7 separate regions of the Mus musculus genome follow, and all the other regions are linked to region 5. The links are chromatin contacts, called in public HiCAR-type, HiChIP or PLAC-seq and promoter capture Hi-C maps. All regions are on one chromosome and are shown on one strand. Each heading gives the region's core, a stretch centred on a gene start, on an enhancer-like site or on the middle of the called end of the contact. The rest is flanking DNA. Distances are from core to core; before and after follow the strand shown.

Region 1 (2,891 bases), core at 59-2,558, 1.6 Mb before region 5:
CTTCTTGTTTTGTTTGTTTTGGTGTTCTGAGGCAGAATTTCTCTGTGCAGTCCTGGCTGTCCTGGAACTTGCTCTGTAGACCAGGGTGGCCCCCAGCTAAGAGATCTGCCTGCCTCTGCCTCCTCTGAGCTACAGAGCCCAGCAAAATTCTACTCATCTTGCAGGGGCTAGTTCAAACCATTTACAAATCTCTTCTCATTCTTCAGCAGGAATTCATCACTCCTGTGACATCCCGGCACATGTCACAACTCTAATCGCACACTGACTTGGACGTCAGCTGTCTGTTTACATGCCAGCCCGCATGAGCACCATACACCAGCATGGTGAGCTCCCGGAGGGCAGAAGCTGTCTGCTTGAGTCACATCTGGAACCATCCCCAGGTACAGAGCTCAATGAATGGCCCAAAGCAAATGTTCAATGTGACATTTAGCACTAGTGGGTGGGGCAGAACAGAGGGAAAACAAAAATAATAACAGGCTATGGCTTATCACATGCTTTCCCATTCATTCATTACCTGATGAGCCTTCAAGCACTGTGAGAAAGGACAAACACTATGAGGTAGCTGAGACCCACGAACACACAGTTAGTGAGTGGGGATTAAGTGCTAGCTGATATTGGCCTTTTACTTGAGGTTCAGCCCTGGTCACTGGGTTGACTGGATGGAGAAGCAGTGAGACATAGGGTAGCAATGGGGTTGCTTGGTGTGGTGGCGAGCTTTGTGTATGAAGATGAGATCCTTAGTCATCGGCAACAGAGTTAAGCAATGGAAACCAGCAAGCGACAAGGACTCCCCTCTCTCATCCAAGCACCTATAGAGGAGTTCACAACACCATGCCTCAGCCTACCGAGCTGGGGATCACTAGTTAAGTGGTTACAACGACCTAACCAATGACCTGCTAGAAGAAGCTCGCCTCTCTGTTGCTATGACAACCAGAGCTTGTCTGTTGGGCCTCTTCAAGGGTACTCTAGACCATATTAGGGCTTATGGTGTGTGTGTGTGCGCGCAAAAAAATAAACACGAAAGAAAACATACTTGAGATACATCAGTTAGCTCACTGGTTCTCTACCTGCGCAATTTTAAAGGTCGAGACGCTCAGGCCGCATCCAACCAATTAAATAAGCATCTCATGGACCGAATCCTGGCATCACTCGTTACTGAAAGCCTCGCAGGCGGCCCCAGTTGCAGTCCCAAGATGCAAACGGGACTTCCAACTGCGGACTCGCGACCTTCTCAAGATGGTGGCGCTCCGCCCCCACGTGCGCCGGTAGAGGGCAGGCTTCCCTGAGCGCATGCGTCCCGCGGCCCTCGGCCCTCGGCTCCCTCCTCCTTTTCCCCCGCCTCCATTTTGTTCGCGGACGCTGGGGACGGTGGGAGCGGATCCATTTCCGGGTTGGTAAAAGGGGCGGCGGCGAGAGAGAGAGAGAGAGAGAGAGAGAGAGAGAGAGAGAGAGAGAGAGAGAGAGAGAGAGAGAGAGAGCGAGAGAGAGCGAGAGAGCTTGCCGCGGGGCGAACGAGCAGGACTAAACCAGGACTGAGGTGACGGAGGATTCGCTCCCGGAGCAGCCCCCCGCCGAGTGGGAAAGACGCCGGGGCGGCTGAGCCCGCCGCTGAGGTGACCTGCGGACCTGAGTGGGAGGGAGAGCCGGGAAGGGGGGACTGTGGTGGGGGGGGGGAGGGACACCGGAGGAGGGGCCTGATGCGGAGAGGGGGTCCTGGGGGCGGGGCCTGGAGACCCTGGAGAGGGGGCGTGGGCCATCCGAGTGGAGGGCGGCGGGGACCGACTGAGCAAATGGGCAGGAGGGAGGTTTTTTGAGAGACAGGAAATTAGAGATCCTGAAGGGTTGGGTGAGGTGAGTAAGACTGGCAACTCTGGGTGAGGTAGGAGGGGAGCCGTGCGCGGAGGGGGAGATGGGGAAGGGAGGACCTGTTGGGGAAAGGTAATTATTGGCAGGATGCTCTCGAGTTTAGGAGGATCGGTGTGACGTTTCGGGATTGATCGGGGTGAGGAGGAGGATTGAGAGCGAACGTGTTTACACTGGGGGAGATGTTGAGAGTGTGGGATGAGAGGGAGTCGGAGTGATGTTCTGAGATGCTCTTGGAAGCACCTGCAGTTGAAGGATCCCTGTTGGAGCGGCGTGAAATTGAGGGAAGATGAAAATCTGAAGGCGCTCGCTAGACGTAGGCTGTGTGTGCGGTCGAGTTACTGATTAGGAAGGCATATTCTGGAAGGATAATATTGAAACGAGGAGCTGGAGGAAGCTGGTGTGCACTGGAATCTACCTCTGTCCCCGCTTCTGCTGGCCTTTAAATCCTGATCCACCTGCTACATCTGATCCCTGAAATTCTTCTTTCTTTTTCTCTTTCTCTTTCTTTTCTTTTCTTTCTTTCTTTCTTTTTTTTTTTTGAGACACTTTGTCTGTGTAACCCTCACTGTCCTGGAACTCAGAGTCTGTAGACCAGATTGGCCCGGAACTCACAGTGATCCGCTGGCCTCTACCTCAGAGGGAGGCGTGGGCCACTATGACTGCCCAGCCCCGTAAACTATATTTGTTTGTTTGTTGTTTTGTTTCTTTCAAGACAGGGTTTCTCTCTGAAACAGCCCTGGCTGTTCTAGTGCTCACTATGTAGACTAGGCTGGTCTTGAACTCGCAGAGATCTACTTGCCTCTGCCTCCTGAGTGCTGGGATTAAAGGTGTGTGCCACTACCACCCAGCTATCTTAATATATTTTTTAAAAGATTTATTTATTTTATTGTATGAATACATTGTTGATGTCTTCGGACACACCAGAAGAGGGCATCAGACTTCATTACAGTTGGTTGTGAGCCACCATGTGGTTGCTGGGAATTGAACTCAGGACCTTCAGAAGAGCTGACAGTGCTCTTAACTGC
Region 2 (2,911 bases), core at 367-2,866, 1.7 Mb before region 5:
GCCAGGCGGGGGCGGTGAGTCAGCCCAGCTTCACCCAGATCTAGGCGGAGAAGGGCGGGGCGGGAGCCTGGCCCTCAGCTGGCCTCACGTCCCCACTCCACGTGTGCCCCTCGCACGTGGCACCCCAACGAGGAACCCCGGAACTCGAAGCACCGCCTTCTCCGCTTCCCTTCTGTCGCAAGGAAAACCCCGCCCTCGCCCCGCCCCTCCCGGGCGTCCTGGGTCGTAGGCTGGCCCTAAAACCAAGCTGGGCCGGGACAACTGAGGGGAGGAGAGAAGGCGACAAGCGTTGCTCCGGCAACTTGAGGGGCGGAGCTCATTATGTAACGAGGCCGGGAGGCAATGACCAATGAGATGGCGGCCACGGCTTCTACTGAATGAAAACAAATGCAGCACGTGGGCCCGGCTCTGCAGCCATGTGAGCCCTCCCCAGGCTAAGTCGCTGTGGGTGCCCTGCCTGGAGATGAGTCCCAAGCACCCGACTCCTCAAATGAAGCTCCCCACTGCCGCTGAGGATTCCCCTGTGAACTCTGACCCAGTCACGCAAACCCACCAGCCCGGATCGCCCCACTTCCCAAGACTACCTGGAAGTAGGCTAGAACTGTAGAAAAGGGAAAAGAGACAGGCATACTATAGCTGCAAGGAGTGGGCAAATGGGGACGTGTCCAGAGACTGCTTCAAAATGCTGAGTCTCCCTAAACTCTTCCACTCGCCACTGGTATCCACCCTCCATTTCATCCGTTCTCGGACTGAGGGGAACTCAGGGGGTGCTAGTGATGCGTTTTAGGCACATTCCCAGCCGTAATAACCCTCTTTAGAAATCTTACCTAGTGGCTTTCATCTTAGCACAGTAACAAACACCAGCCAGAGGGAATCCCCAATCCCTTACAAAGTTCCTCTCATAAGCCTTGGATGGAAATGGAGACAGTGACAGAGCAAAGATAAGAATCTCAGTACCTGTGTTGTTATTGGAGTCCAGGGTCGTCATGTCTTCACCAGCTGAAAGCGGTCATTCAAACTGGACCTTGACACAAACTGGAGGTTGTGATGGCCTCTCTCGCCCCCTGGGCAATGGCTGAGGGAGACGAGTGAGCCCCGCAGTTCGCAATCAGGATTCCAGGCACTGAGCAGTAAGGTCTTGGGGTGGCTATACTGCAGCCCTCCAGAAGGGTAGGACGCTGAGGCACCTGAGATCTGATTTGCATGGGAAGAGCAGAGAGTGTGTGTGTGAAGAATCAGCCTGCAGCAGTTCTGGCTATAAGGTAGCAAGGAGAGTCGGGTCTCTGCAGTGCACCGGATGCCACTCCTGAAGGCTCCGCAGTGAAGCAGGGTAATGAATCTGGAGCTCCGGGTGCAAAAGTCCCAAAGGAAGAGAAGCTGCAACCAGGAAGTAAGTAGGTGATGGAGAAATGAGGCACCAGGACGCAAAGAGAGACGTGTGCCCTGCTACGTTTCCTCAGCAGTAATATTTCACTCTGCCAATCTCAACCGCCTTTTGCCCGAGCCTTTCCCTGGGACAGAGGGCTCTGCGCAGGCGCCAGCAGCCCAGGGTTCCCGGGCCGCACGCGGCACTGGAGCAGGTACCATGTGATTCCAGGGAGCGCCTCGTGCCCCAGTGACACACTTTTCCAGCAGCCGGCACGTTGAGATCTGTGCGCCTGCGCACCGCCAGGATTGTTGGGATTTGTAGTCTACTGACAATGTAGGTGGAGTGTGCCTATTCCTTTTCTGCTTTGCAAAAGTGCTTGCTGGCAGCGGGGAGGAGCTGAAAGTGGACTGGGGTGGGGTTTTCTGAAGAGTCAGGGTGGCGTGTTTGGAAAGCCTTGTATGGCAAGGGCATGTGAATTCCTGGGGAGGGCCTGGCAAGCTTTACTGCTCCGTGGAAGATCAAAGCTAAAAGGCCCTTTCTGCAAACCTAGCAAACGTGAGAGCTTCACGTGATTGGAGAACTGACCTCACCCTGAGGTTAGTGGTGACTAGGGGGAGAAAGACAAGCTGGGAGGAGAGATTTCCCTTAAATCAAGAACTTAAGCATCTTTTGCTATGGTGACAAGGTGGGCGACAAGCAGTGTAAATAAAACCCCTTTCTCTTCTTCACCCTAACCCCAGCCCCCACGGGTAGGACTGGCATAGCACGGGGATATCCCTAGGGACTCCCTGTTTGCTTATATGACACCACACTGCCCACTCAAGTGACTTTGGGGTGAGTCATTTCCCTTTGTCTGGGAAATAAAAAGGAGAACAAAGGGAAAGTGCTCTGAGGTCCTCATAGAGAGAGGGGGGTCTGCTCTCTGCAGGGCTTCATGATAGCAGAAGAAGCCCACAGTTTAGGGAGAACATGAGGATCATTTAACTCCCACCCCTCAACTCCCCGAATTGGCAGGGTGTAGTGGCTCGTGCCTGCAATCACCGTCCTTGAGAGGCTGAGGTAGGAGGACTGTCGTGAATTTGAAGCTGACTTGAGCTGCAAAGCAAGCTCCTACTAAGCGAGGAGGGAGTGAGGATCTTCCCTCCTCTTACTGAAGAAGAAAAGGGACCGCCATCTCAGGGACTGGCTCAAGGTCAGGCATTCACTGCTTATTTCTTGTGACCGTCCCGTCCCTGAGATGGCGGATAAATGAGCACATGAAGCACTTAGCATCTCTCTCAGAGCAGCAGTCATCTCAGGAGTGAGAAACACAGAGGCCTGGGGGAAGGGGTCTGTTCTCTGGGGCTTGGGTTGTAAAGAGAGATGGACACGTATCTTCAAGCAGTCGAGTAAGCCCCAGCCACCCTGCTCCTATCTCCAAGTCCTCTGTAATCTCTACACTTGGGGATGGAGGGGGGGTGCTTTTTTTTTTTTTTTTTTAACCTTAAGTCTTTCTCTACTTGCACTTAGGAAGCTCCAGAGAGTTCTGGGAATCCTGGGAAG
Region 3 (3,265 bases), core at 543-3,042, 1.9 Mb before region 5:
ATTTTGCACCAGACTCTACAGTTATGTGTCTGGTCAAACACAAACTCTTACCAAAAAAAAAAAAAACAAAAAAAAAACAAAACAAAACAAAAAAAAAAACCAGCAAAGATTGGGAAGCTAAGAAAGCAAAAGTGTGAGTTCAAGGCCAGCCTGGACTACACAGTATGTGGTCAGCCTGGGCTACATAGTGAGGCACTACATCAACATATACATTAATTAACTAATTAATTAAATTATTATAACAACCCAACAAGGCTCTTAACCTTCCTAATGTTACGACTGTTTAATATAGTTCCTCATGTTGTGATGACCTCCCCAACCATAAAATTAATTTCATTGCTACTTCATGGCTGTAATTTTGCTACTGTTACGTTATAAATAGCAATGTAAATATCTGTTCTCCAGTGGTCTTAGGTGACCCGTGTGAAAGGGTCGATTGACCCGCCCCCACCCCAGGCTGGTGTGACCCCATAGGCTGAGAACAACTGATCTACATCCATACCCATGACTTCGGGTCACCCCTGTCGCTGCAAAACACAGCAGGTGAGTGGAGCAGGAAAACCTGTGTTGGTGTTGCAACCATAAAGTCAAGTCAGACAGTTCTGGAAAATGTAATGAAAACAATAGCTTTTGGACTTCACTGCCACAAGCTCGCTCACGTCCATTCTGCACGGAGCCCCTCCATTCTGCCACTGTTCACTCACAAGGGCTCAGACATAGACACAAAACACTCTCCGGAGTTCAAATCCTTCCTTCCGGCCACCCCCAGGACATCAGGAGAAGGGATGTAGAAGAATGGTGGGACCCCTGCAAACAATCGTTAGGATGAAGGGTCCTTGAATAAGTCATCGCAGTCTCAGGCTTGAAGAAGGATTCAAATTGCCATCCTGGGAGCCCAAGAACATCTGGGTTGGCCTCTAGTTCAGTACTGAAAAGTTGGCAGGAAAACAATTCACCACATCAGACTTAAAGAGCTTTCAACTCCTAGAGCGACCATCTACAACAGCAAACTGAGACTAAACCACAGCGCCTCCTGGTGGTCAGAAGGGTTGGCCCTGTGAAGATTCAGGGGCATCCTCTGAAGATGAGGAAAAGACCGGGTCGGTACCAGGGACCTACAGAGAACAAAAAAAAAAAAAAAAAAAAAAAAAAAAAAAAAAAAAATAGCGGGAGGGGGCTTGTGCTGCAAGTTGCTGAGAGGGAATCGTAGGATTCTGCACCCAGGGCAACCAAACCACCATCCTTTTGGCCAGCCAGGCTCTGGGCAAGAAAAGGAGGTTCTGGGAGGCCATTCTCGCAGCTGATAGGAGATAGCAACTGCTAAGTTATGAGAGGAAAGCCTGGGGCAGGAAATGGAATCCAGACCTGTCTCCCGAACATCAGGGTCTGGGATCTGCTCTCTCTTGGCATTGCCTGGCCAGGCCATGGCTCAGGTATCTGACACCTGGGGCCTAGAGTCATATGCCAGGAAACTCTACACTCTTGGGCCCCAGGTCACAGCTTTCAGCTGCTGAAGCAAACAGGACTTCTGAAGGAAGAAACGGGTCTCCAGAGCCCACTGGCAGGGGGACTACTTCCGGAAAAAAGGCAGGAGCACAGGAGAGGACTCTGCCACCAACCAGGGTGAGAGGCAGGAAGGAGAAGGGAGAGAGGTGGGAAGGTGAGCTAATCCAGGAGCTGAAGCAGGATGGGGTAGATGCTTTCAGAAAAGGGGGAGTTGATGTGCACAGAAGGCGGCGCCAGAGGCACCCGCTACCTACTTGTATATTCTGAACAACCTGGGATCTATCGCTAATATGTCACTCTTGTGACACGAGTGCCAGCCAGGCCGCCTCCCTGGTGTTTACCTGGCCTCCCTTGGCAGTCATACAGGTACTTAGAGGACAAAAATGTTTATTTCAACGAAGGAAATGAAGATTCAAGCAGAAGAAATAGCTTGGACAGGCCCCTTGGGCCCATTTCAGCAGGGCAAAGGGACAGAAGGACCTCACAGATTAATCTAGAATCAATAGAACCCAAACGTTCCAAGTCTAAGGGATTCCTTCCCCCGGGGTCCTGTTGAAGAGAGAGAGACAGAGACAGAGACAGAGACAGAGACAGAGACAGAGACAGAGACAGACAGAGGGACGGTCGGACAGACCAATGGACCTTGGGCTAAGAGAGCCCTGAAAGGACAGGCTTGGGTCCAGAGAGGGTCCACTGAGGGACTCTAGCAGGAGCGAGTTTCAGTGGGACGTAGAATTCTAACTTTGCTCTTCTGTCGTAGGTTCGTCTATTCCCCAGCTTCTCCTCCACTCCAGGATTATGTTTATCTGCGACCATGCCCCTACTAGCTCCTCGCCTCCTGCCCCTCCTGCTGGTGATTGGCACCGGGGGCTCTGTGCCCCGCCCCCTGGCACTGCCCCAGGGCTGCTACGTAGCAGAAGAAGCCGGGGAACAGACATTCCGCTGCAGCCGGGCTGGTCTGAGTGCCGTGCCCAACGGTATCCCCAACGACACCCGAAAGCTTTACCTGGACGCCAACCAGTTGGCATCAGTGCCAGCTGGTGCCTTCCAGCACCTGCCTGCCCTGGAAGAACTAGACCTGTCTCATAACGCTCTTGTTCATCTCTCAGGGGCTGCTTTCCAGGGCCTGGAGGGCACTCTGCGCCACCTCGACCTCTCTGCCAACCAGCTAGCATCTGTGCCTGTGGCAGCCTTCGTGGGGCTGCAGATCCAAGTGAACCTGTCTGCCAACCCATGGCGCTGCGACTGTGCCCTACAGGAAGTGCTCAGGCACGTCAGGTTGGCTCCAGGCTCCGGGACAGGCATTGTGTGTGGTCCAGAAGCCCGACCAGATCTCGTGGGACACGAGTTCCTTCTGCTCACCAGGGAGGAAGAGCTGTGTGGGACAGGACGAGGTGGGACCCGAAGGAGCACGGATGTGGCCCTGTTAGTCACCATGGGGGGCTGGCTGACACTGGTAGTGGCTTATCTGATCCGCTATGTGTGGCAGAACCGAGATGAGACGCGGCGCCCGGTCAAGCGGGCTCCTCCCGCGCAGCCTGTGCGCTCAGAGGACTCCTCTACACTCAGCACAGTGCTCTGAGCTCTTGGCCCTATGCCCCAGCCTTTCACCTACTGCTCTACCACCTCCTCTGCCCCATCTGCCCTCTATCCCAGCTGTTCTCAAGCCGGGGATGGGGTAGGGGCGTGGAATGACCCTTTCACAGGGGTCACATATCAGATCTCCTGCCTATCAGAGACTTACATTACGATTCATAAC
Region 4 (3,262 bases), core at 686-3,185, 1.8 Mb after region 5:
AGAAAGAGGACTGAGAGATGGCTTAGCAGCTCAGAGCAATGTCTGCTCTTCCAGAGGTCCTGAGTTCAATTCCCAGCACCTACATGGCAGTTCACAGCCATCTATGAGGGGATCTGATGCCCTCTTCTGGCATGCAGGTGTACATGCAGCTGAGCACTCAGACATAAAATCAACAAAAATAATTTTTTTTTAAAAAAGGGAAAAAAACGTAAAAAGAAAAGGGCATTAGCTGAGCACAGAGGCGCACACATGTAATCCCAGGAGGATGTGTCAGAAGGGAATGTTCTAGGCCACCCTTAGCGATGAGACCTTTTCGAGGAAGGGAGGGTGGAGAGGGAGAAGCAAGAAGTATGCTAAACTCTTTAATGACTGGGTTTGAGAGCAGTGGAAACTCAGACCGACTAGGAATAAGTTCAGAAATGGAAAACCTGGGTTCTGGGATGTAGGCTGGAAGCAGATCAGAGGACTCAGACAGAGCAGGATGACAAGCTCAGTATAGGGGGAGGGTCCCAGCACTGTTAATTTTGTTTAACCTGGAATGATAACAGCCAAGAGTCCTGGAGTACTATGTGATTCCAGGTATGACCCTGACCAAGCTCACATGCTCACATAGCAAAGAGGAGGTAGAGTTGAGAGCCTATGACCCAGCTATCGAGACTTCAGCATCTACAGTTTAACTGCTATACCATTTTGCTTCCTAGAATTCCAGGGGACTGAGGGTTTTTTTTTTGTTTTGTTTTTTGTTTTTTTTTTGGTTTTTTTTTTTTTTTTTTTGACAGGGTTTCTCTGTGTACCCCTGGCTCTCCTGGAACTAACTCTGTAGACCAGGCTGGCCTTGAACTCAGAAATCCGCCTCCTTCTGTGCTGGGATTAAAGGCGTGGGCCACCACCACCTGTCTGGGACTGAGTTCTTGACTAGAGGCTTCAGGAAGACAACCCCCCTATAATTATGTGCAAAGCATCATGTGTTTGTACACATGTGCCTTGTTCTGAGGAAGAATCCACCAATTTAGTCATATTTCTATGGCTCAGACGGCTACTGTGCTCTGAGGAAAAGACACACCCTGTCTTTCCCGGATCTCTTCATTCAGTCTTACTTGCCTTATATGCTTGAGCCAGGCCTTACCTTCCAGTCCCTGCATGGCCTCCAAAGTAATTTTGTTTATGTTTTTGTTTGTTCGTTTTTTCTGCAGTGTATGTATGTATGGTAGCTGGGACCAGAGTCTTGAAGACGCTTAGTACAATGTTGACCATTGGAATGCACTCCCAGCTTTCAGGCCTATTTTTCTAACATGCAAAGAAGGCACACATTTTTCTGTCGTAGAAACTCTTTAGGGCTGGGCGTATTATTAGCTTAGTGTTGAACATTTGCTTAGCACGTGCAAGGCCCAAAATCGTTCAATCCCTCCTCATTCACCAGAGGATGATGGCGCATGAGGCTCTCTACCTTTTCCTGTCTCTACCAATCAGCTTGGCCTACAAAGTGTGAACCCCCCCCCCCCCCCCGCCGCCCTCCCCGGTTCCATCCCTAGCACCACATAAAACCAGCCACCCCAGCGTTTGGGAGGTAGAGGAAGAACAATATGGAGTTAAGGTTATTTTCGGCTACAAAGTGAGTTAGAGGGCAGCCTGGGCTACACGATCGGCTGCGTTCTGGTGAGGATGAAGTCACTCTCAAATCACCAGTGTGCTCAACAAAAAAAAAAAAAAAAAAAAAAAAAAAAGAAGGGAGAATAAAGTGTATAAGATTTCTCCAAGCTCCCTTTCAACCAGAACGTGGCAGCCGGCTGGACTAGAGGGACCGCTTGGGGGCGACCGAGAGACCTTTGATTTTCCCTTTAAGGCTGCGGCGGAAGGCCCGAGGAAGAAGGACTTTGTGTCGGCAGGATAAAAATTGGTGCCTTCCCTTTAAGGGGGCGGAGCTATTGTTTTGGCGGCGGCTTTGAAAGCCGCTCTGGGTGCACGTTCTTAGGCGCCCCTCTCTCAGTTTCCGCTGCGGTCTTAAAGACGCTTCTCTTGGACCTTGCTCTGGGAATGCGACCGGACATAGTTCCCTACTCTACGTCTGGGTCGAGTTGGAGGTGAACCCTTGAGTCTGACACGGCCGGGCCGACCCGCCGGCCCGAGCCCACGGCCTGTCGTTATGGTAATGCCGCGTCTAAGCCGCCCGGGCTCTGGGGAGGAGGCGTTCCAGCCCCGGGGAAGCCGGACTCCGGGTTGGGCTCCGGGCTCGCTAGTCTGCTAGGACGGGATCTGCCTGGTAGAGACTGAGTGTAGTCTGCAGACCTGGGGGCTAGGTAGGAAGGGCGCGCAACGCGCAGGAGACCTTGTGAAAGGTACCTCCCCCGGACATACAGACCTACAGACAGACAGAAAAATAGTCATCAATCCCTGCGAGCCCAAACGTCACTGGCTTTTGGAATCTTTGCCCCCAACCTCGTGATCTTGGGGTGACTAACATTCAACTCTCCTCTCCCTCCTTCCCTTCCTCTCCTCCTCCGCCTCCTCCTCTGTTTTTATTTTTTTGGGAGGAGGGTGGGTCCTTGAAACAGGCTTTCTGCCCCTGGCTATCCTGTAACTCAGTATGTAGATTAGGCTGGCCTCGAACTCAAAGTTCTGCCTTAGGCGTTCTGGGAATTAAAGGCAGCAGCTACCATGCCACACGCCCTCAATCCCCCACCAAAAACCCAGGCTGTGGGTGTGACACTCGTCTGAGTCTGCTGTCCAGGAAGAAGAACCGTAGACTGGGGCAGTCCACACTCTTGGCAACTTTGCCTTTGGCTTTGGTCCTCTGTAGAAAGAAATCACTGGCTTGATCCTCAGAAACAAGGGTTTCAGGCAGGGTCCTTTCTTGTGTTGGACCAACCTTTGAGATTCTGTTGCAGAATACTCAGGCCTGTTTCCAGAGGTGGTGTAGGCAAGTAATCCCATCCTTTGGGAAAGGAAAGGGTCAGGAGTTCAAGGTCAGGGGCTGGGGAAGTGGCTGAGCAGGTAAAAGGTGGTTGTCTCTGATGCCTCAGTTACATCCCTAGGACCCATAGGGTGGAAGAAGCCGACTCCCTCAAGTTCTTTTCACCTTCACACCCATGCAGTAGTGTACCCCACCCCCACTAAATCAATCATTTTTTTTATATAAGATTTGAAAATTACCTTTATCAACATAATAATGACTTGAGGCCAACTTGGGCTACTTGAGACCCTTATGCTGACCCTGCCTTTGTCTCCCTTAGCAGTCGCCTCTCTTTTACTATCTCCCCTTTCT
Region 5 (2,922 bases), core at 260-2,759:
TTACATAGTGCGAACCTGTCTCAAAACAAAGAAATAAAAAAACAAAACCTCCTCTCCATTAGGGCCTATGACGCACAGTCCCACACCTCAGTCTGCCTCACAGCTGTAATAATTATTCAACATGCTATATATTCGCTGTTAAACATCAGAGAGTTTGATAAGGAAAAGGATTTTCATGTGTTTTGATCACTGCTGGATATACCCCCTCCCCCAGCACTGTAACGAGGTCAGTGTCTAGCGCTCCAGAGGTATGTGTTAAAGGATTTGTAACAGTACCAGCATCTCCACCTGCCTCCGAACCAACCTCTGTGGCGTCCTTTCTGGCTCCCCACAATCCATTTTCCACAATCCACTTTTCACTTTTGAAATATTTAAATATTTCGTATTTAAATATTAAAATCAGATAATCTCTCTACCCAGTTTCCCATCCATCACACTCAATAAAATCCAAACATTCCTCACACACACCCTCTGGTCTTTAAACCCAGCATATCCGGAATCGCTGGATTTTCTTTTTAACGTCCTTTCTTCTCTAAGCCAGCCTGGACCCTGACTGAGGCCTTTGGGAAGCCTGTAATGTGCACCCATTCCCTTTTGTACGGCCAATTTCTCTTGCCACTGCGAAGCTGGTTTAAATGACATTTCCTCCGATCCGTAGCTAGCCCTTCACCGTTTTTTAAATGTCATCATCACAGGAGTCGAACACGACCCACCGTTTTTCATCGCCTTTGTCCCTACCACCTGAAATCTGCGCTCAGGGGTGCAATGCGCACAAGCTAGACTCTCAGGGGGCATCCTCAGTGCCAGGCGCGGTGGCTGTCCCGTCGCGGGCATAATGAGGGAGCTGGCACCACAGACACTGCCCCCCACCCCCCAACCCAGCCCTCGCTCGCCCACGGTCGTCTCACCTGTCGGCCAGCTCCAGCACCTCGTGCACGCTGCCGGTGCTCACTCGGATGCGGCCGGTGTACATGTACTCGATAACGGCTTCCACCGTGTCAGGTTCGGGTCCGGGCTCTGAGCTCCACTTGCGCATCTCCACCCGGCCCGAGCGCGATTCCGAAAACTGACCCGAGAGTAAGGGCGTGAAGTACTCGGTGGCAGCGGCCAGCACCGAGCGGTGGGCACGGAACTCGCGACCTCCGGCCCCGCCGAAGCACAGGGTGATGTCGCAGAACAGGCCTTGACGCCGCTGCTCGTTCTGCCGCCAGGACAACTCGGAGCAGTGAGTGCTGCACTCGAAGTCCTCGGCCTCTGGGCCCGGATCGCTCCCGCCCGTGTCGACGAGGGTAGAGATGCCGGCCCCGGTCACGAAGTCTACCGTGCCACTGCCTCGGACCTCAGCGGCCAGGCTCGCGGAACCGGCGACGGCAGTCTCCATGCTCTCCATCTCCAGCACTTGAAAAGATGCAGCCGCGGCCGCAGCGGCAGCTGCCGCCGCCACAGCCGCCGCCATCTTGACGCCGCCGTACCGGCCCCCTCAGCTTCCGAACGGTGCGGCAAGTCTGATGCGACACAGAGGCATTCTGGGATTAAATAGTGCGCGCGGGGCGGAGCCGCGCCTGCGCACTTCTGCCGTGCTTACGCCCTCTAGCGAGGCAAGCGCAGTTCTCGGAGCCAGAAAAAAACTCAGGTCTACCTTTTCTCGCCCCTCCATTATGGTGGCCCCCTGTGCTTGTTTTGTTGAATTTTCTTCTACTTTATGTTGCTTTGGAGTGTATCCTCGCCATCACACGCACACACATTTTTTGTTTGTTTGTTTGTTTTTTAACTTTGTAGACCATGATAGCCTGGAACTCACAGAGATCCACCTTACCCCTGCCTCTGCTGGCCTGTGCCAATCCCAGCACTTGGGAGGCAGAGGCAGGCTGATCTCCCTGAGTTCGAGGACCTAGTCTCAGAAAGGACAGCCAGGAATACACAGAGAAACCCCGTCTTAAAACACAAAACGATTGACTTTGGAGAGAAAGTAATTTTTAAATTTTATTCTTATCAAAGTGTCTGTGCACAGGTCCTACAGAGGACAGGTAGGTGTTAGATTCCCAGTAGCTGGAGTTAAAGGCGGTTAAAACCCCCCTGATAAGGGTGTTGGGAGCCAACAATCAAACTGATTCTCTGAGAGAGTACTCCTAACTGCTAAACTATCTTTCCAATCCAGGAGGGGGGCAGTATAAAGAAAAATAACTTCGTTAAAGTTATTTATTTTTGCAGGTGTCTCTCATGTAGCCCAAGGTGGCCACACACTTGCTGTGTAGTTAAGGATGACTTTGAACTCCTGATTCTTCTCCTGGATTTTGGGATTACTAAAATGTTCCTGAGCACACCCAATTTTGTTTTGTTTTGTTTGTTTGTTTTTTGTTTTGTTTTTTGAGACAGGGTTTCTCTGTGTAGCTATGGCTGTCCTGGAACTCACTTTGTAGACCAGGCTGGCCTCGAACTCAGAAATCCACCTGCCTCTGCCTCCCAAGTGCTGGGATTAAAGGCATGCGCCACCATTGCCCGGCGAGCACACCCAATTTAACATGAGCTATGTAAGAAACCAGGGCAAGCCTGGCGTGGTGGCGCACTTCTTTAATCCCAGCACTCGGGAGGCAGAGGCAGGCAGATTTCTGAGTTCGAGGCCAGCCTGGTCTACAGAGTGAGTTCCAGGACAGCCAGGGCTACACAGAGAAACCCTGTCTCGAAAAACAAAAACAAAAAAAAAGAAACCAGGGCAGTTTAGTCACCCCAGCACCAATAAGTAAATAGCCCTAAAAATTACATTTATTTATTTTTATGGTAGGGTATTCGTGTGGAGTACAAAGCACAATTTAATGAACATCACTACGTTAGAGGATAGAACTCGAACTTGAGTCATTAATTAGACTTGGTTGGTGTTAGGTGCAATTAGCCATATTTTTTGCCCATAAAACAGAATATTTG
Region 6 (2,896 bases), core at 95-2,594, 1.7 Mb before region 5:
CCTCACAAGGGCTGGGGTTAAAGGTGTAGACCACTATACCTATCTCCTATAAAAAAATTTTAGAAGTGCACTTCAGACAGATAAGCAACCAATTAATTTACAACTATGTACATGTTTTTTCCATAGGGAACTATGAGGACTTAGTGGCTAAAGTTGCTTGGAAAATTAAGGCACACAGACACTATGAACCTGGAGAATTGGGAAGTGCTCCAATAGAAGGCCCTAAAGAACACTTAGTCCTAACACCGGCATACATCTCTCCATAGATTTCTTGAATCTTTTTCCAGAAGATGCTAGGAGTAGCTACAGCTTAAGAAGGCTGGAGACATGGCTGCTTGGGAAACAACTGTCGGTAGTTGGCAGTACTTCACCCCAAGGTTGTGCTTACAACTCCCTGGGCAGCAGACATCATGGATTTTGCTGCTTCTGGGAACCAGAGGTCCCTCCATTTCTGTGCTGGATCCCTTAGAGACAAAGAACTTCACTTCTTTCCCCAACCCATGTGGGACCGCCAGGGAGCCTAGAGGGTGGAAGCTTGACTTCTACTCCATGAAACAGCCGCAGGCTCCAAGGGAGCCTGGGTCGGGGCCGGTCCCGAAGGCGCGCGGGGCTCCGGTGTGGGCCAGGCGCGTAGCCAGGTCGCCAGGGAAGGGCTATCCGACGAAGGCCGGCTCAGCAGAGCGGTCGGTAGGCGTCCGCGAGGGGCGGGAGCATCTACCTCCTTCCTTCCTCCCCAACCCCATTCTCTCGCACTTGGTTTTGCCGGGGATCCTCCGCATTCCCCAACCACCAGCGGCCGCCCTCGCCCTTCTTCCCTCCCCAGCCCGCCCCTGCCTCGGCAGCCCACCTTCGCCCGCTCCTGCGTCCTCGCCCTCGTCCCCGACCTCCCCTCGTGGGCCCCCGCGCCTCGGTCCCCTCCCCCTCGCGGCGGCAGCGGTAGCCGCGGCCCCTTTCACAATAGCGCTACCCGCCTCCCTCCTCTCCGCTCCCGGTTCGCTCCCGCCCGCTGCCCTCTCGGCGCATGCGCGCTCCGGTCGGCGGTGGCGGCGGCTGCGGCGGCTCCGTTTTTTTTAAAGGGAAACGCCGAGGAGTCGGGGGTGACTGTGGGGGAGGGGGACCCGGCGGCGCGGAGAACCCCCGGGGGAGGCGGCAGACCCCCCCTCCCGGAGTAGGAGGGCTCTGGGCGGACCCGTCCCTCCCACCCCCTCCCGAGGAGGAGCAAGGGGGGGGAAATGGAGGCTCGGGGCGGCTGAGGCGAGCTCCGGGGCGGGGGGCCGGGGCGGGGAAGGGGGGGTGCGGGGTGGGGAGACGAGGCGGGCCCGGCCGGGCAGGGGGGGCCGAAGCGAGCTCCGGGGATGAGCTCGGGGGCGGCTGGGTGCGAGCTCCTGCCTCTGCGGCGAAGGCGACGGTGGCGGCAGCAGAGGCGGCGGCGAGGCCACCATGGGTCGGCGGCGGGCCTCAGCTGCGGCCTCCACTTCTCCGCTCGCCGGCGGGATGGCGCCCGGGCCTCGGAGAAGCCGCGTTAGCGGAGGCCTGCGGCTGCTCTGCTGAGCCGAGCCCGCCAAACTCCCCTCCCCCTCCTCCGTCCTCGACCCCCCGCACCTCGCCCCTTCCCCACCCCCTCCTCCGTCTCGGTCCCCCGCGCTGCTCCGGACCACTATGACCATGAGATCCGCAGTGTTCAAGGCGGCCGCGGCCCCTGCCGGCGGCAACCCCGAGCAGCGACTGGACTACGAGCGGGCTGCGGCGCTGGGCGGGCCCGAGGACGAGTCCGGGGCGGCCGAAGCCCATTTCCTCCCCCGGCATCGTAAGCTCAAGGAGCCGGGGCCCCCGCTGGCCTCTTCCCAGGGCGGGAGCCCCTCGCCCTCTCCAGCCGGCTGCGGCGGCGGCAAGGGCCGGGGCTTGTTACTCCCAGCCGGGGCGGCCCCCGGGCAGCAGGAAGAGAGCTGGGGCGGTTCGGTGCCCTTGCCCTGTCCGCCCCCAGCTACTAAACAAGCCGGCATCGGCGGGGAGCCAGTCGCAGCCGGCGCTGGCTGCAGCCCCCGGCCCAAGTATCAGGCGGTGCTGCCCATTCAGACGGGCTCTATCGTGGTGGCGGCGGCCAAAGAGCCTACGCCCTGGGCTGGGGACAAGGGTGGGGCGGCTCCCCCAGCTGCCACCGCCTCGGACCCGGCGGGACCCCCACCACTACCTCTGCCCGGGCCACCACCCCTCGCGCCCACCGCCACTGCTGGGACCCTGGCGGCCAGTGAGGGCAGATGGAAGAGTATAAGGAAGAGCCCTCTCGGGGGTGGCGGCGGCTCGGGAGCCTCCAGTCAGGCCGCCTGCCTCAAACAGATCCTTCTGCTGCAATTGGACCTCATCGAACAGCAGCAGCAGCAGTTGCAGGCCAAGGAGAAGGAGATAGAGGAGCTGAAGTCCGAGAGAGATACGGTACGGGAGGGGTTAATCTGCATTAGGGATGGAGAGCGAGCTCTGCGCATGCTCGGGGGAAGGGGGCTGTAGGAGGCAGAGGTCCCCGCTCGGTTAGGGTTAGAGGAAGTTGGCCACCAGCTAAAGAGTGCCTTAGATGTTGGGTCGTTAGGAGCCTGGCATCACTGACACGTTGGGTCGGAAGGAAGGGTTAAAGGGCAACCTGTGTGTGTGTGGTGGGGGGTGTTATGGGAGGCTTCGGTTGCCAAAGGGTTAATTTAAAACGACAGCCCCACACTTGTGGGAAAGACGTTTAGAGTGGGAAAGACCTGATTTACGAGGGGTTAAAAATGATAGGGTGGGGTGCAGATGTGGCTGTATGGCAGGGGTTGTATTCAAGCGCTGTTGCCTTAGCTGTGCATTGGAGAGGAGGCTATAACAGCTGTTGCCGTAACCACCGCTGTTGCATCTTTAGACAGGAGGG
Region 7 (3,057 bases), core at 383-2,882, 1.6 Mb before region 5:
TGTAGGGGTGTTTCAGGTTTTTAGTGAGGTCATCTAAGTAGTACTTAGCACAGTATTTGAGGCTTAGAGGGTGCTCAGAAAAACCTTGCGCTGGTGAGGGTGCTCTGTTAACATGCCCATTCATGGTTCGTCTTGCCCTCCTCTCAGAAGCTGGTGAGGTGGAGGGAGGTCTGCCTCGTGCATAGAGGGAAACGGGGAGCTGAGAAGATTTGTGGCTTACATTGATACTGCTACTTGACACAGATGTCTGAGTGTGCTACATCGGCGTCTCAGGGAACCCCTGGCTTAAGTCACTTATTCCAAGCTTGCGATTAAAGGAGCTCTTAGGGTAAACCTAACATTTCCTCTTTCTCCAGGCAAACACAGAACAGCCCAAACTCAGTAGAGATGAGCAGCGGAATCGAGGCGCCCTCTTACAAGACATTTGCAAAGGGACCAAACTAAAGAAGGTGACCAACGTTAATGATCGGAGTGCTCCTGTCATCGAGAGTGAGTCTGAGCTTTTTTTCCTAGGGTAGAGTCGGGATCCAGTCTTGGGAGACTTCTCTGGACTACCAAGTTTATTGTAGTCTCTCCAGTGGGAAAATGGTGTCTTGGATATCCGGACTTTCCTTCTGGCTGCAGAGTTGAATACCACGGAAGGTCTTCCTAACTCCTCTTAGAGTTAAAAGCCCTCCCCTGCTACACTAGTGTCTGTCAGGGCACATCCTTGGCTGTTCCTCAGGAGACCACCGCATTCCTGGATGCTCTTTGGCTGAAACCAAGGGTGGTTTTCTGATTGCTGTACATGTCCATTCTTGTAGGCTCTGGAGAGTTTGCTCACACTTCCTCCCCCTGAGCCGCTAGCTGTTCAGGAAAGAGCCCAGGGAGCTCCGCTGAGCATATCTTTAATTGAGTTGTTTTCCTCTCCTCTGTCTCTTTGTCCTTTCAGTTTGCTTGTTTGTTTTAATCCTCTCGTGGAGGTGTGCCGCTGCAAGGCCTGTGTGTTCTTGGGTTTGTCTGTGTGTTTGGCAGTGCTGGGCGGTGCTGCTACTTGACTGCTTCTTGATAGAGGGGCAAAGTAAGCTGGTATGCTTGTGAATGAAAGCCTCCATAGAGGGATGGTCAGCGGCTCAGAGTGCGCAACATGAAACCCTTCCCTATGCCTTCCAGAGCCCAGAGGGAGCAGTGGTGGCTACGGCCCCGGAGCTGCTGCTCTGCAGCCCAAAGGAGGTCTCTTTCAAGGAGGAGTGCCGAAGCTCCGACCTGTGGGAGCCAAGGATGCTTCAGGTATCAGAAATGATCTCGCAGGAGATCTCCCAAGTATAAGTTTCTTGACTTGTTCCAAGTGTATCTGGCCTGGGGTGGCGGGTAGGAGGAAGAAGAGATGAGAGTAGTTCTTTCCACAGTAGAGTAAAGCAATGCTGGGGGCAATAAAAATGTTTAAAATGGGAGTTGCTGCTGTGGTGCATGACTGTGGTCCTCCTAGGTCCCGAATCTGTTGAAACCTGAGTAGAACTCAGCACTAAGGCTAGAGATGTAGCTCAGTACGTGGAGGAGCGCCTCGTGTGCGTGCGTAGGGCTCTGGTAGATCCCAGGGCCACAGGAAAGCAAACAGACCCAAGAACCGTGCTGGGCCTCTGTTGGCTGTTGTGCAGGCTGCACTGAGGAGCCTGGATCAGCTAGGGACCTGACAGATAGGCTTTAACTCTTAACACAGTGTTGGTGGTGTGTTTGTAGAGGCTCCAGCTGGTAAGCCGGCCCTGCAAGTCCCCAGCTCTCGAGCTGCTGCTCCAAGGCCTCCGGGGTCTGCAGCCAGTGGGCGTCCTCACGATGATACAGACAGCAACCGAGCCTCCCTCCCAGAACTGCCCCGGATGCAGAGACCCTCCTTACCGGACCTCTCTAGGCCCAACACCGCCAGTGGCACAGGCATGAAGCACAGCTCCTCTGCACCTCCCCCACCACCTCCAGGGCGGCGTGCCAACGCGCCCCCCACCCCTCTGCCTCTGCACAGCAACAAAGCCCAAGCCTACAACAGGGAGAAACCATTGCCTCCAACACCTGGACAGAGGCTGCACCCTGGACGAGAAGGACATCCTGCTCCACCCCCTGTAAAGCCACCTCCTTCCCCTGTGAACATCAGAACAGGACCCAGTGGCCAGTCTCTGGCTCCTCCCCCACCGCCTTACCGCCAGCCTCCTGGGGTCCCCAATGGACCCTCAAGCCCCACCAATGAGTCAGCCCCTGAGCTGCCACAGAGACACAATTCTTTGCATAGGAAAACGCCAGGGCCCGTCAGAGGCCTTGCACCTCCTCCACCCACCTCAGCCACCCCCTCCTTGTTGAGTAACAGGCCACCTCCCCCAGCCCGAGAGCCTCCTAGCAGGGGAGCAGGTAAGTGCTTGGAAGCCTTTATCTTTTTGCTTGCTCTCAGAATCTCCCTGCAGTGATTAGGGAGAATAAGAATTCAAGTATTGGGTCTTATTGGGTGCCTTTTTATATGTTGGTAAGTGTTAAGGAAAAGAAAAAAAAAGAACTCATTGTGGACAGCCTAGTAAATACATATAACTAATGCTATATTTTGAATTGGGGGAGAGGTTAGAGAGAGAAAAGGCTTAGCCTGTGTGGTGCCAGTGTGAAAAGCTGAAGTAGAATTACTGGTAACACTGGGACAGCAGGGATGTCACTGTACAGTGAGGGCAAGGACAGCAGGAGTCAAAGTGGAGCGCTGGGTCTCCCCAGAACAGGGTGTGGGGCTTTGTGAAGACCAGTCCCAAAGCCAATGGATTGTTCTGGTTTTGAAACAAGGTCTCTGTATCGTTGGCTGGCCTGGAACTCGGAGATTCACCAGCCTCTGCCTCTAGAACGCTGGGATTAAAGGTGTGCACACCTAGTTCTAAGTAAATTTTAATTAAAATAGTAAAAAAACAAAAATGTGCTGGGCGGTGGTGGCGCACGCCTTTAATCCCAGCACTTGGGAGGCAGAGGCAGGCGGATTTCTGAGTTCAAGGCCAGCCTGGTCTACAGAGTGAGTTCCAGAACAGCTAGGACTATACAGAGAAACCCTGTCTTGGA

What was found. Promoter capture Hi-C pulls out the DNA fragments that hold promoters and counts their contacts. HiCAR-type assays count read pairs that join an accessible place to other places. HiChIP or PLAC-seq counts read pairs in DNA pulled down with a chosen protein or histone mark.
Region 1: a HiCAR-type map of astrocytes shows a contact between it and region 5, with 6 times the contacts expected there. The contact joins the promoter of Wipf2 here to the promoter of Klhl11 in region 5. A contact is called at or near these places in 4 of 39 promoter capture datasets (the 3T3-L1 cell line, cranial neural crest, frontonasal cranial neural crest and 1 more) and 2 of 115 datasets of contacts at active chromatin or transcription factors (astrocytes and embryonic forebrain).
Region 2: a contact with region 5 is called in a HiCAR-type map of astrocytes, with 3 times the contacts expected there. The contact joins the promoter of Nr1d1 here to the promoter of Klhl11 in region 5. A contact is called at or near these places in 1 of 39 promoter capture datasets (hippocampal neurons) and 2 of 115 datasets of contacts at active chromatin or transcription factors (astrocytes and embryonic stem cells).
Region 3: a contact with region 5 is called in a promoter capture Hi-C map of embryonic stem cells, with 5 times the contacts expected there. The contact joins the promoter of Lrrc3c here to the promoter of Klhl11 in region 5. A contact is called at or near these places in 2 of 39 promoter capture datasets (embryonic stem cells and hippocampal neurons).
Region 4: an HNF4G HiChIP or PLAC-seq map of pancreatic cancer cells shows a contact between it and region 5. The contact joins the promoter of Hrob here to the promoter of Klhl11 in region 5. A contact is called at or near these places in 1 of 39 promoter capture datasets (liver) and 1 of 115 datasets of contacts at active chromatin or transcription factors (pancreatic cancer cells).
Region 6: a FOXA1 HiChIP or PLAC-seq map of pancreatic cancer cells shows a contact between it and region 5. The contact joins the promoter of Msl1 here to the promoter of Klhl11 in region 5. A contact is called at or near these places in 6 of 39 promoter capture datasets (the 3T3-L1 cell line, 3T3-L1-derived adipocytes, HPC-7-derived erythroid cells and 2 more) and 4 of 115 datasets of contacts at active chromatin or transcription factors (embryonic forebrain, embryonic hindbrain, embryonic stem cells and 1 more).
Region 7: a promoter capture Hi-C map of cranial neural crest shows a contact between it and region 5. The contact joins the enhancer-like site here to the promoter of Klhl11 in region 5. A contact is called at or near these places in 3 of 39 promoter capture datasets (the 3T3-L1 cell line, cranial neural crest and hippocampal neurons).

The regions. Positions count from the first base shown.
Region 1 is chr11:98,862,290-98,865,180 of GRCm38.p6, forward strand. It overlaps Wipf2 (WAS/WASL interacting protein family, member 2), which reads left to right and starts at 1,309. Exons shown (of 8, transcript NM_197940.2): 1 at 1,309-1,613.
Region 2 is chr11:98,773,761-98,776,671 of GRCm38.p6, forward strand. Nr1d1 (nuclear receptor subfamily 1, group D, member 1) reads right to left here and starts at 1,617. Exons shown (of 8, transcript NM_145434.4): 1 at 958-1,617. The coding sequence starts at 988. It overlaps Gm31862 (a long non-coding RNA gene), which reads left to right and starts at 1,651. Exons shown (of 4, transcript XR_880204.3): 1 at 1,651-2,054; 2 at 2,879-2,911.
Region 3 is chr11:98,596,499-98,599,763 of GRCm38.p6, forward strand. It overlaps Lrrc3c (leucine rich repeat containing 3C), which reads left to right and starts at 1,793. Exons shown (of 2, transcript NM_001195544.1): 1 at 1,793-1,872; 2 at 2,267-3,088. The coding sequence starts at 2,321. The coding sequence ends at 3,088.
Region 4 is chr11:102,246,947-102,250,208 of GRCm38.p6, forward strand. Hrob (homologous recombination factor with OB-fold) reads left to right here and starts at 1,936. Exons shown (of 10, transcript NM_153544.3): 1 at 1,936-2,146. The coding sequence starts at 2,144.
Region 5 is chr11:100,471,273-100,474,194 of GRCm38.p6, forward strand. Klhl11 (kelch-like 11) reads right to left here and starts at 1,510. Exons shown (of 2, transcript NM_172565.2): 1 at 909-1,510. The coding sequence starts at 1,456.
Region 6 is chr11:98,794,172-98,797,067 of GRCm38.p6, forward strand. It overlaps Msl1 (male specific lethal 1), which reads left to right and starts at 1,345. Exons shown (of 9, transcript NM_028722.3): 1 at 1,345-2,433. The coding sequence starts at 1,660.
Region 7 is chr11:98,890,344-98,893,400 of GRCm38.p6, forward strand. It overlaps Wipf2 (WAS/WASL interacting protein family, member 2), which reads left to right. Exons shown (of 8, transcript NM_197940.2): 3 at 357-489; 4 at 1,153-1,269; 5 at 1,720-2,376. Among named protein-coding and RNA genes, the nearest start is that of Cdc6, 16 kb to the right of the region's middle. Within about 2 kb of position 1,633, at least 29 of the 459 cell types and tissues checked have an H3K27ac peak or open chromatin away from gene starts, as enhancers often do.